Linked DNA regions of Lactuca sativa: region 1 is linked to region 2. A link is a contact called in public Hi-C data. All regions are on one chromosome and are shown on one strand. Each heading gives the region's core, a stretch centred on a gene start, on an enhancer-like site or on the middle of the called end of the contact. The rest is flanking DNA. Distances are from core to core; before and after follow the strand shown. Region 1 holds the start of LOC111894870 (probable xyloglucan 6-xylosyltransferase 3). Region 2 holds the start of LOC111894881 (pentatricopeptide repeat-containing protein At5g61370, mitochondrial).

Evidence for each region. Hi-C and Micro-C count contacts between places; a contact is called where the count stands out from the background.
Region 1: a contact with region 2 is called in a Hi-C map of leaf, with 5 times the contacts expected there. The contact joins the promoter of LOC111894870 here to the promoter of LOC111894881 in region 2. A contact is called at or near these places in 2 of 4 Hi-C or Micro-C datasets (both in leaf).

Annotation. Positions count from the first base shown.
Region 1 is chr4:202,742,402-202,747,751 of Lsat_Salinas_v11, reverse strand. It overlaps LOC111894870 (probable xyloglucan 6-xylosyltransferase 3), which reads right to left and starts at 3,213. Exons shown (of 1, transcript XM_023890960.3): 1 at 1,302-3,213. The coding sequence starts at 2,841. The coding sequence ends at 1,483.
Region 2 is chr4:202,611,820-202,616,474 of Lsat_Salinas_v11, reverse strand. LOC111894881 (pentatricopeptide repeat-containing protein At5g61370, mitochondrial) reads right to left here and starts at 2,888. Exons shown (of 1, transcript XM_023890969.3): 1 at 658-2,888. The coding sequence starts at 2,471. The coding sequence ends at 915.

The sequences.
Region 1 (5,350 bases), core at 1,964-4,463, 130 kb before region 2:
GTTGTAGGCCAAAATACTTAAGGCGGACTATCTTTATACTGAAGGAAAAATGAGCGTACCAATTTTATGCTGAAGGTCGGGGTGGACCAGTTTTGCGTTGAAGGTCATTATTTGTATGCATTATATGTATATTGTTGTGTATGATATTTTGAAAAACTCACTAAACATTTTGCTTATGGTTGTGGATTAGAATGTTTCAGATAGTTTTAAAGACTGTAGGAAGGCGAAGACGTAACTATATAAATATGTGAGCAAATTATGTTTTGGGATTCCGTGTTGTTTTCTATTAAAACTCAAGAGTTTGAAAGTGGGTGTATGATTAATGGTTTTGATTTGGTTATTACTTTATGAAAAATAGGTATTTATCTTATTATAAAAATAAAAATTTTCTTGTGAAAATCGGAACGTTATACCATCCCAACACCATTTTTGGGTTTGTCTAATTATAAAATGCATTATTTTCTACCAACACCAAAAATTGTTTTCAACCTTTGCCAACATCCTATACTATGAAGCCATATCCTTGACATATTTTGTCATGGTTATATCAATAAATTGTCCTAAAATGGGTGCGAAACCAAGGGTTTGGTATTTAAGGAAATTTGAATTTCTCAAGGATCGTGTATGTATAATTTTTTTTTATCAAGTATGGGTCAACAAGAAAACCAATTTGGATAATTTGTGAGGATATTTAATGTATTAAGCCCAAAACAATAACTACATAACATTTCTAGAGAGTATATGTTTTGTTAGATTTTTTAAGAGTACCAAAAGTGAGAAAATATGAATATATATATATACTAATCTATTCAAAAATTAGATATGGTTGACGTAAATTACAAAATCCTCTACTTTCCCCAAATCTGATCATGTTCTCCATTGCATTTCAAGTCCATATACTTATTTATGTTCTTTTATCAAATAAACATATTATGTTGTGGCAAATTATCGACAAACTAACATTGCATTTGTCCTATTCACGACTTTGATTTGTGATTTGTAAACACACAGTACAAGCATAAGTACATTTCAGCTGCACATGTTGTAGAAATGTTTTCCTTAAAAGGCTGTTGAATTTTAATAACCTAAGAACTAACGCTAAAAGAATCAACAACAATCAGATCTGATCAAGTACATGTCATAATGATCACAGAATCAACTCAACCATACATGTGATTTGCCAAAAGATTCTTCTAATTTGATCAAATGATTCAGATCAAAATCTTAGATCTTGATTACAATTGAAATAAATCAAATAACTAAGAAGCATGCCTACAAACAACAAAAAGAACAACAGCATATGATTAAAATTTCATGATTGGATTACTCCAACTATAGAAGATTTCATAGTAAAATTTAACAAAAGAATTCTACATTGTTTTGAACCAAATCAAATACATTAGTAATAAATTAAAACTATAAACTTGTTTAAAATTCAAAACCCACAAAAAGAACACCAAAACATTATCACCTGATCATGACTCAGTTGCTTATCCCTTGAGCCGAATGCCGAATATCAAACTGATCTACATACTCCAATGGAGTAACACTTTCGTTTCTGATCCTCTTGATTTTAGGACTCAAAAGTCCCCTGTGTCTGAATCCATATAACTTAAGCACTTGATTATCTGCAAAATTAAAAGCTCTTTCCATGCTACTCAAACACCTTTGAACTGGATAATCACCATAGCTTCCACAAGGCTTACACCCCACAAAATGAGTCACGAAAGGCCATCTTTCATCACCCAATCCAGGGTGATATTTCTCCATCATTTCTTCATATCGATCAACCAATCCAGCCCAATACCCATGAAGGAAATATGAATTTTCAACAAAAACTTTCTTCATCCATTCTGTTTTTGTAATCAACAAGTATATCAAAGCCGATTGATCATCAGCTTCAAATGCAGGTCGCCCTTTCAAATTGGCTGTCAAGATCTTCCCTGCTTCTTCACGAACAGGCCCTTTTGGCCCCATTGGTGCCCATTCATCGAGTAAATCCAAAGACCATTGACAATTTCTAAACAGAAAGCTCCCGGTGTTGAGTGCGATCCATGATTTTTGATTGAATAACAAATCTGGGTAGCCATGGATGACCATGTTATGATCTTTGTATTTGGATAATGGAATTTCAAATACCATATCTGTGAACAATGCGTCACTGTCCATCCACCAAATCCACTCGACTTCAGGATGAGAAAGCATCAACCTGCGAATCAATGGCAGTTTCGCCCAATACCCAGCAAGCTCTTTATCCAAATGAGCCATGTTATACACAATTTCGATCCCGTGAATCCTACAGTAATCAATCTTGTTCTTAATCGATTTCAGCAGGTAATGATCACCAATGGCGTTATCACAAGGGCTTGGTGGGGACCCAGTAACAAGCAAGATTCGAGCTTTACCATTAACGATATTAGGGAAATCTTGATTCCGACTGAGCCACAGACTTCGTTCTTCGTCCCAATTCGAGATCTTTGCACCAAGTGAGTAAGTGTCATTGAGATTGATTGTAGTTTGATCTAGATTCTCTTCTGGGTCATCCGGATCCTTGTCGGATCGGATCTCAGCCAGGATCCGGTTAGTTTCTTCGATAATTGCTTGGTTCTCTACATCATTGTCAGAAGAGAGCGACCCAAAACCAATTGTACCACGAAGAACAAGAATTGTAACTAAACCACAGAGAATTGTGATCTTGATGTTGTTAAGCGTTTTATGGATCTGACGGTTGCCGCCGCCGCGGAGGAGAGATCGGCTGCTCCGGGAGCCGCCGTTGGGGGCGGTGGAAGTGGGTAGTGTGGAAGCGCCTCTCTTTTGAGCAGTGAAACCATCTTGACCCATAATACTCTATCGGAAAATGCAAACCCCAATTTCTCGATAAGGGGTTTTAGAGATTGAGATTTGTGTGGTAGAATCAATAATAGTTTATGAATCAAAAAACAAGTGATTGAGTTATGGGAAGATTCAATCTTCCTTCCATCATGGACAAAATCAAGAACTCAAAGATTATAATAATTAGAACGTGGGAGAGAGTAAGATGGTAGATGCAAGAAAATGGTAGATGCAAGAAGAGCACCGACTGTTTGTGTGTGTTTATGAGTGTGTGTCAGTACGTGTAAATTGTTTATGTAAAATAGCATTAAAAAGACCATGAAGAGACTTAGATTAAATACTAAATTGTAAGATTTTAAGAATGAAAACGAAGTGTTTTGTTTTAATGAACGCGTAAATCTTTTATGTTTTGCAGCTTGTTGTTTGTTCGAACTGTGTTTGACTAATTACCTTTAGACAGCTAATCACTTATGCATTAACCATTACAAATAATAACGCGTTACCTAAAAAGTACAATTCTATACATATAAAATCTAAGTTTCCAAAACTTTCCTTAAAATTTTGTACGAAATTTGACTATATATGCTAAAAATTATATTTATTTTATTATTCTTTTGTTTTATCAAGACTCTAAATATGTCAAAAACTTGTAGTCGGTTTGTAAAGATTTATTAGTTGTAATTTTCTTTTTGTAATCATTAACCAAAAGGTCCTAAACGGATAAAAGGAGCAGAATATATATTTGGACCTTAGAAATGGGGATAACAATGCTATTTATTTCAACTGTCTCTTTTTATAGATTATTGTTTGCAAATAAATAATAGAAATAGTTTATGTGGATGTCAAGAGTTTGTTATAACCTTTTTTAAGATTATGCATTTAAGTTTCGAATTTTTTTTTCGGTAATGGCTCGTGTCTCTTTGTACTTTTGAATTTATTATATTTTTCTCTAATTTATTTCAATTAAGAAGGCAAAATTACTTTAATGGTCTTTATATTTTACAAAAAATTACAGATTTAATGTTTAATTTTTTTTCTTGATAAACATGATCCATGCAATTTCGATTACTTAGTTTGGTTGTAATTTCTTTGGTTAGTATTGACGGAAATAATGTTGGCGGAAATAATTTTCAAAGTAATTAGTATTCAATGACTTTAGGGTTAAATAGAAATAAGGGTATAAGGAATATACAATCAATCAAAGAATAAATCAAATGATATATTCATGGAGAATATAGTTATCTCCCCTCAAGTGAGATCGGTGGTGGAACAACACGAAGCTTGTCATAGAAATGTGCAAATAAGGGACCGGCAAGAGGATTGTTGAAGATGTTGGCAACTTGAAGTTTGGTGGGGATAAATCTCATTTGAAGTTTGCCATCGGATAAAAGTTCCCAGATGAAATGATAGTCAATTTCAATATGTTTCACTCGCCGATGAGCAACCGGATTTTGGCTAAGGAAGATGGCACTTAAGTTGTCACATAAGATAGTAGGGCAAAACGAAGGCACATCATTAAGATCCTGTAGAAGATGGGTGATCCAAATAAGTTCAGTAGCGGTATTTGCTATGACACGGTACTTAGATTCACAACTTGAACGAGAAACTGTCGGTTGTTTTTTTGCACTCCAAGAAACAAGGTTACCTCCAAAGAAATTTTAATAACCATAGGTATAACGTCGTGTTTCAATGCATTGTGTCCAATCCACATCGGAGTAGCCAATTAAAGATGTAGATTTAGGGAAGGAAGAATGAAGACCATAAGAGATGGTGCCTTTACATATCATAGAATGCGCTTGACCATCTAAAAATGATCAACTATTAGGCATGAAGGAACTGGCTAGCTTGGTTTACAGCATAGGATAAATCTGGTCGAGTGATGATAAGGTACTGTAATGTGCCAACTAAGGATCAATAATGTGTAGGATATGAGTAAGGTGTGTCAGTACTAAAAAAACATCATGTATAGCTAGAGGGGTAGCTACATGATTAGCATCAAGGAGAGTGGCACGGGTAAGCACGTCATGGGTATATTTAGATTTATTTTGAAAAATCCATCAGAATTATAGGTGACTTCAAGAACTAAAAAGTAATTTAGCATGCCAAGGTCTTTGATTGGAAACTCCCGATGTAGCCTTTCAATGAAACGAGGAATAGAAGTCTTGTCACTCGCGGTAAGAATGGTGTCGTCAACATAGACGAGAAGATATAAACGACAAGATCCTTAATGAAAACAAACAAAGAGGTGTCAAATTGAGTGCATTGAAAACCTTGCTTTAGATAATACGAGCTTAGGCGTTGAAACCAAGCTCTTGGAGCCTGTTTTAGGCCATATAAAGCCTTATTCAGACGACATACATAATTTGGATGTTGTAGACCAACAAATCTATGTGGTTGTTCCATGAAGATGGTTTCAGATAAATGGCCATCTAAGAAAGTATTCTTTACTTCAAGTTGATGAAGAACCCAATGATTTGTAACTTCAATAGATATAACGACTCGAACCATAGAAGCCTTG
Region 2 (4,655 bases), core at 1,639-4,138:
ATAATCAAGCATATTTTGTGTGCCATAAGATTTAGTCAAAAATGTTTATAGGGCATGAAAAAGTAGTGTTCTTCTCACCAAATAAACATTTAAAGAGTATTTATTTACATATATTTGATGATGTTTGAGAAGTTCTATGTGGGAATAAAGAATTTATCGAGGCTACCATCACCAATATAATTTAGAAGCAATCACCCTTTTGCTTGGTTTTCTTGCAGAAAACAAGAAGACGCTAGCTATCACCTCTCCTGTATCAAGAACCTTACAGAATGTTCACAAAGGGATTCTTTCAACTGACATAGTGGCATTACATCGAGCACTGGTGGACAGAGTTTGGAAGGCATGTTTATTAGGATTCAATTGTACAACATAAAAAAGAATGTCGATTTCAAAAGCCAAATTTCAACACCTCATCACGTGTTTTTGGCACCATCTTTAATGGATTAGTCATGTGTTTAAGTAGAAGAGCGACAAAACCAAGACACTTTCAAAGAAAACTAAAACTCAATAATTTATTCAGAACTATACATGCATGCCCAAATTCAATTGTAGGGATGTAGAAAGATGAAAATGAATATATTTAAGAATCCTGCAATTCTTTCCATGGTAGTAAGTAAATGATAATGATCCAAATGTTAAACATAAAGGATAAGAATGTAAAGTTGAACATATTTCCAATATTTTAACTTTCAAGATGGGTTAAATATCCCTACAATATGCATAAGTTGTGATAGTCAATTAGCAGTTTTATGAGCATACATTTTTATGTATAATGATAAGTCTTGACACATACATAGAATACATAATACCATTACACACCTCCTCTCAAGTTGCATTAATATTATCGATTAAGTTTAAATCTCGTAAAAACGATAGAACAGATTTAGTAACAAAATAAATATCATATGCATGGTTCAGTTGTTGGACTTTATCTTAGTAGCTTCAGTTTTATTGATTTTCATGGAAGCTCGTTTCTTTTTACCCTTCTTATGCACTGTTAATTTCCTACCATTTTTATTACTAATAAACAACTTCTTACCCTTCTTCACATATGAATTCCCCTTCACTTTTTTTCCTCCAATTTTCACTTTATCAGATTCTACAATCTTAACTTCCTCTTCCACCTTCCTCATTGGCTTAAACACTTTTGTGATCAAAGGGTTCAAAACATCACTCGAACACTCAAGTTTCAAATTCATACTCATTGCCTCATCCCAAAGCTCTTTCCCCTTTTCAAATTCACCATTTTTACAAAGCTTTGGTATCAACAAATCATAAACCTTTTCATACCCACCTAACGAGCTTTTCTTCATTAAATCAAACAACTCAAGTGCATAATTCACCCTCTCAACCCCACAAAGAACACCAATCAAATCATAATAAAACTTTCTTTCAGGAATCAAACCTTCTTCAATCATCTCATCAACCATTTGTTTCCCTTTCCCAAATCTACCTGACAAATACAACACTCTTGCCACAAGATAATACGTTACCCAATCAGGAGCACATGAACATGAACATGAACACACTGTTTTTTTCATTGTGTTGAGAATTTGTAAAGATTCTTTAACTCTTCTAGTCCTACCCAAACAAGACAACAAGATATTGTAACTTACAGTGGTGGGGGCAATTTTGTAACTTCGCATTTCAATCATCACATTCAATGCTTCCGGAACAAGCCCTGAAGGATTCGACTTCAAATTTTTCTTGCAAAGACATTTGAGAAATGTGTTGTAGCAGAAAAGGTCTGGAGTGATTCCTGCACCTTTCATGTCTTTGATGATTCTTCTTGATTCTTTCACATTTTCTTGAATAGATAACCCGTGAAGTAGGTTTTTGTAAATAACAAGTTTTACATTTGAGATTTTATCTTTATGGTGATAAATGACTCCTTCTGCCCTTTTGACATGCCCTTTTGAGCACAAAGCAGAAACTATGGCATTAACTGTGGTGCTATCTTGTGGGCATTTTAACTTGTGTAAGTTCTTGAATATTCCCAATGCTTCATCCACTCTTCCTAGTTTCACCAATGTCTCGGATACAGTGCTAAATGTTGAGGTTTCCATAGCCATATTTTGTTTTCCAAGATTTGAGATTAACATGTCTAATGCTAGGAAATCTTTCTTCTCAGAGAAGACTCTGATAGCATGGTTATAATCTTTGTCTTCCAGTTTAACATCGGAATGTTTTTCTGACCATAAAAAGAATCTAAGGAGTCGTCTTGTGGGTGCTTCTTTTTTACTTGAATCAAGCACTTGGGTAATGAGTGATGAGCAGAAGGAAACGTTGACTGAGTTAAGAGTTGCTTCTAACTCGTCTAGACTGCCTACCCCATGAGAAACCACATCGCACAGCTTTTGAAGATCATTTGATGGTGGTGTTGGGGGAAAAGTAGAGTAGTGATATAACAAAAAATGCTTCGGATTCAAGATATCGACATTCTGCCATTTGGATTTCAGTAAAGACTTCATATTCTTGGGGAAAACCGTGCAAACGCACAGAGTTACACGGCCATTGTTCTCTGAGGCATTTCATCGAGCAACTGGTGTGTATGAAAAAAATTCCACGAGCATCGCCCTCCAAACGTGCATCTTTGATCTATACGTCTGAAATCACAAAATTAAACCGTAAAACCTGCGAAATTGAGCTCTAGCTATTGGGGAACTAGTTACAGGTGGGACATGTCGGTGATGGTGCGGTGAACTGGCGTCGGGCTGTCGATTGTCACAAGCAGAAGCACTCAAAGGGGATATGACGAGGCGCCGTTTACATGGAAAGGGGTTGGAGGAGGTGTTGCGTGTTGGTGTCCTACGTCGCGGCTCGGGGCAACACGGTGAGAGCACCAGCAGGTGGTCAAACACCCCGTGTAATGATCGTGTAAATGCGTTATCTATAAACAATAATAATAAGTTATCTATGAACAATAAGCTAAAAAGCTAATCCAAACATCAATAAATTCCAACTATTTCTCATTTCTATTATTTCCCTTATTTTTTCTAAGTTCTTCTTTAATCCATCTCATTTACTTCTCAATTTTGAATATGAACGGTATAACACAAAATATGGTGTTACACTAACGGATAAATTTTATGAAATTTGTTTTAGTCCCTATATTTATATATTTATAATTTATTTTTATCTATTAATTATAATTTAATTGTAATATTTAATACTTATAATATTTTTATATATTAAATTATATTAACTAATTATAAATATAAAGTTTATGTTTTGTTCATCAAATTTTTTTATAAAAAGTTAAATACATATTGAAATTTTAAAAAACGATGACGTATTTTACATAAGCTTATAAATATGTTATAAATATAATCTTATTTATTTAGTAGTATTATTGTAATGAAAAAAATATAGATTACATTTTTGTTAAAACCAAATTAGTAAAATGGATGTGTTTGACAATCTATGTAAGTTTGAATAATAGAATATATTTGGAATATACTTTTTGGGGTAAAAATGGGATAAAAATAAAATAGGGTTGGAGATGAAACACTATTTACCCCATTTTTTACTCCATTTTTGGAGGAAAAATGGAAATGGGATGCAGATGGTCTTAGTAACACGACTCTAAAATTACAGTAATTTTAATGAGAATTTTATGTTTCCAATATCCGGATGGATTCCAATTCGAGGCTTTGCATTAAATAACTAAATAACCTGAAAACCGAATAAAATAAATGAATTTTGTTGTTTCGAATCCCATTCCAAATGGCCAAACCAATGCTTATTTTCATCGGTATAGAGGCGTAAAAATTGAATTTGAATTTGTTCAAAACCGAAAACAATTCCAATTTGTAGATATTTCTTTTATCTGGTCACATGATATTCAACCAAACAACCGACCCAAAGGACACGACCCAAGTACAAGGAAAAAATGAAATCGGATATTTTCATCGGATAAAAATTCAGTTACAAATAAAAATCCAAGTAGATCCAATAGATATAATCGTTAGATATTTTTGCAATCTCACCGGTAATATGACCATTGGCATTCTTAACTTCTTTCTTCAATTTCATAACTAAAAAATGACATCTTCACGAGCTTCTACTTCCGCACCCATTATACAGATCATATGCGATACACATAATAACACATACTTCAAGATAATAAGTCACATAGCACTTACATTATGTCACATATAACTAAATACATATGTATGCTAGCATTATGATCACTAGTCTCAACTACATTCCCTTACTTAAGAGGCTTTTCTCTAATTGTCTTGCATAGACAACCTTCCTCAAAGAAGCTTCACTTGGTCGACCATCTGTGCATGGCCATCCAGACTAAACACATAACGTATGCTAGCCTTCTAATTATTGGTCACAACTAGATCCCTTCACTTAAGAGGCTTTTCTCTAATTGCCATGCATAGACCACCTTCCTCAAATAGGCTTCGTGTGGTCGACCATCTATACATGGCCATACAGACTTAACAACTGGATTCCCTTTCCAGGGGGCTTTTCTCCAGTTGTCCAATCCATAACCACTTCCCTCACTTAAGAAGATTTTTGTGGTTTCACATAACATAATTACATAGTCCATATAATAAATAAGTTCATAAGAACTCACCTAAAGAAGCGAAACAGATGATAAAACCATTTAAGTGGCTAAGATGGATTGTCCAGCTCCCTAA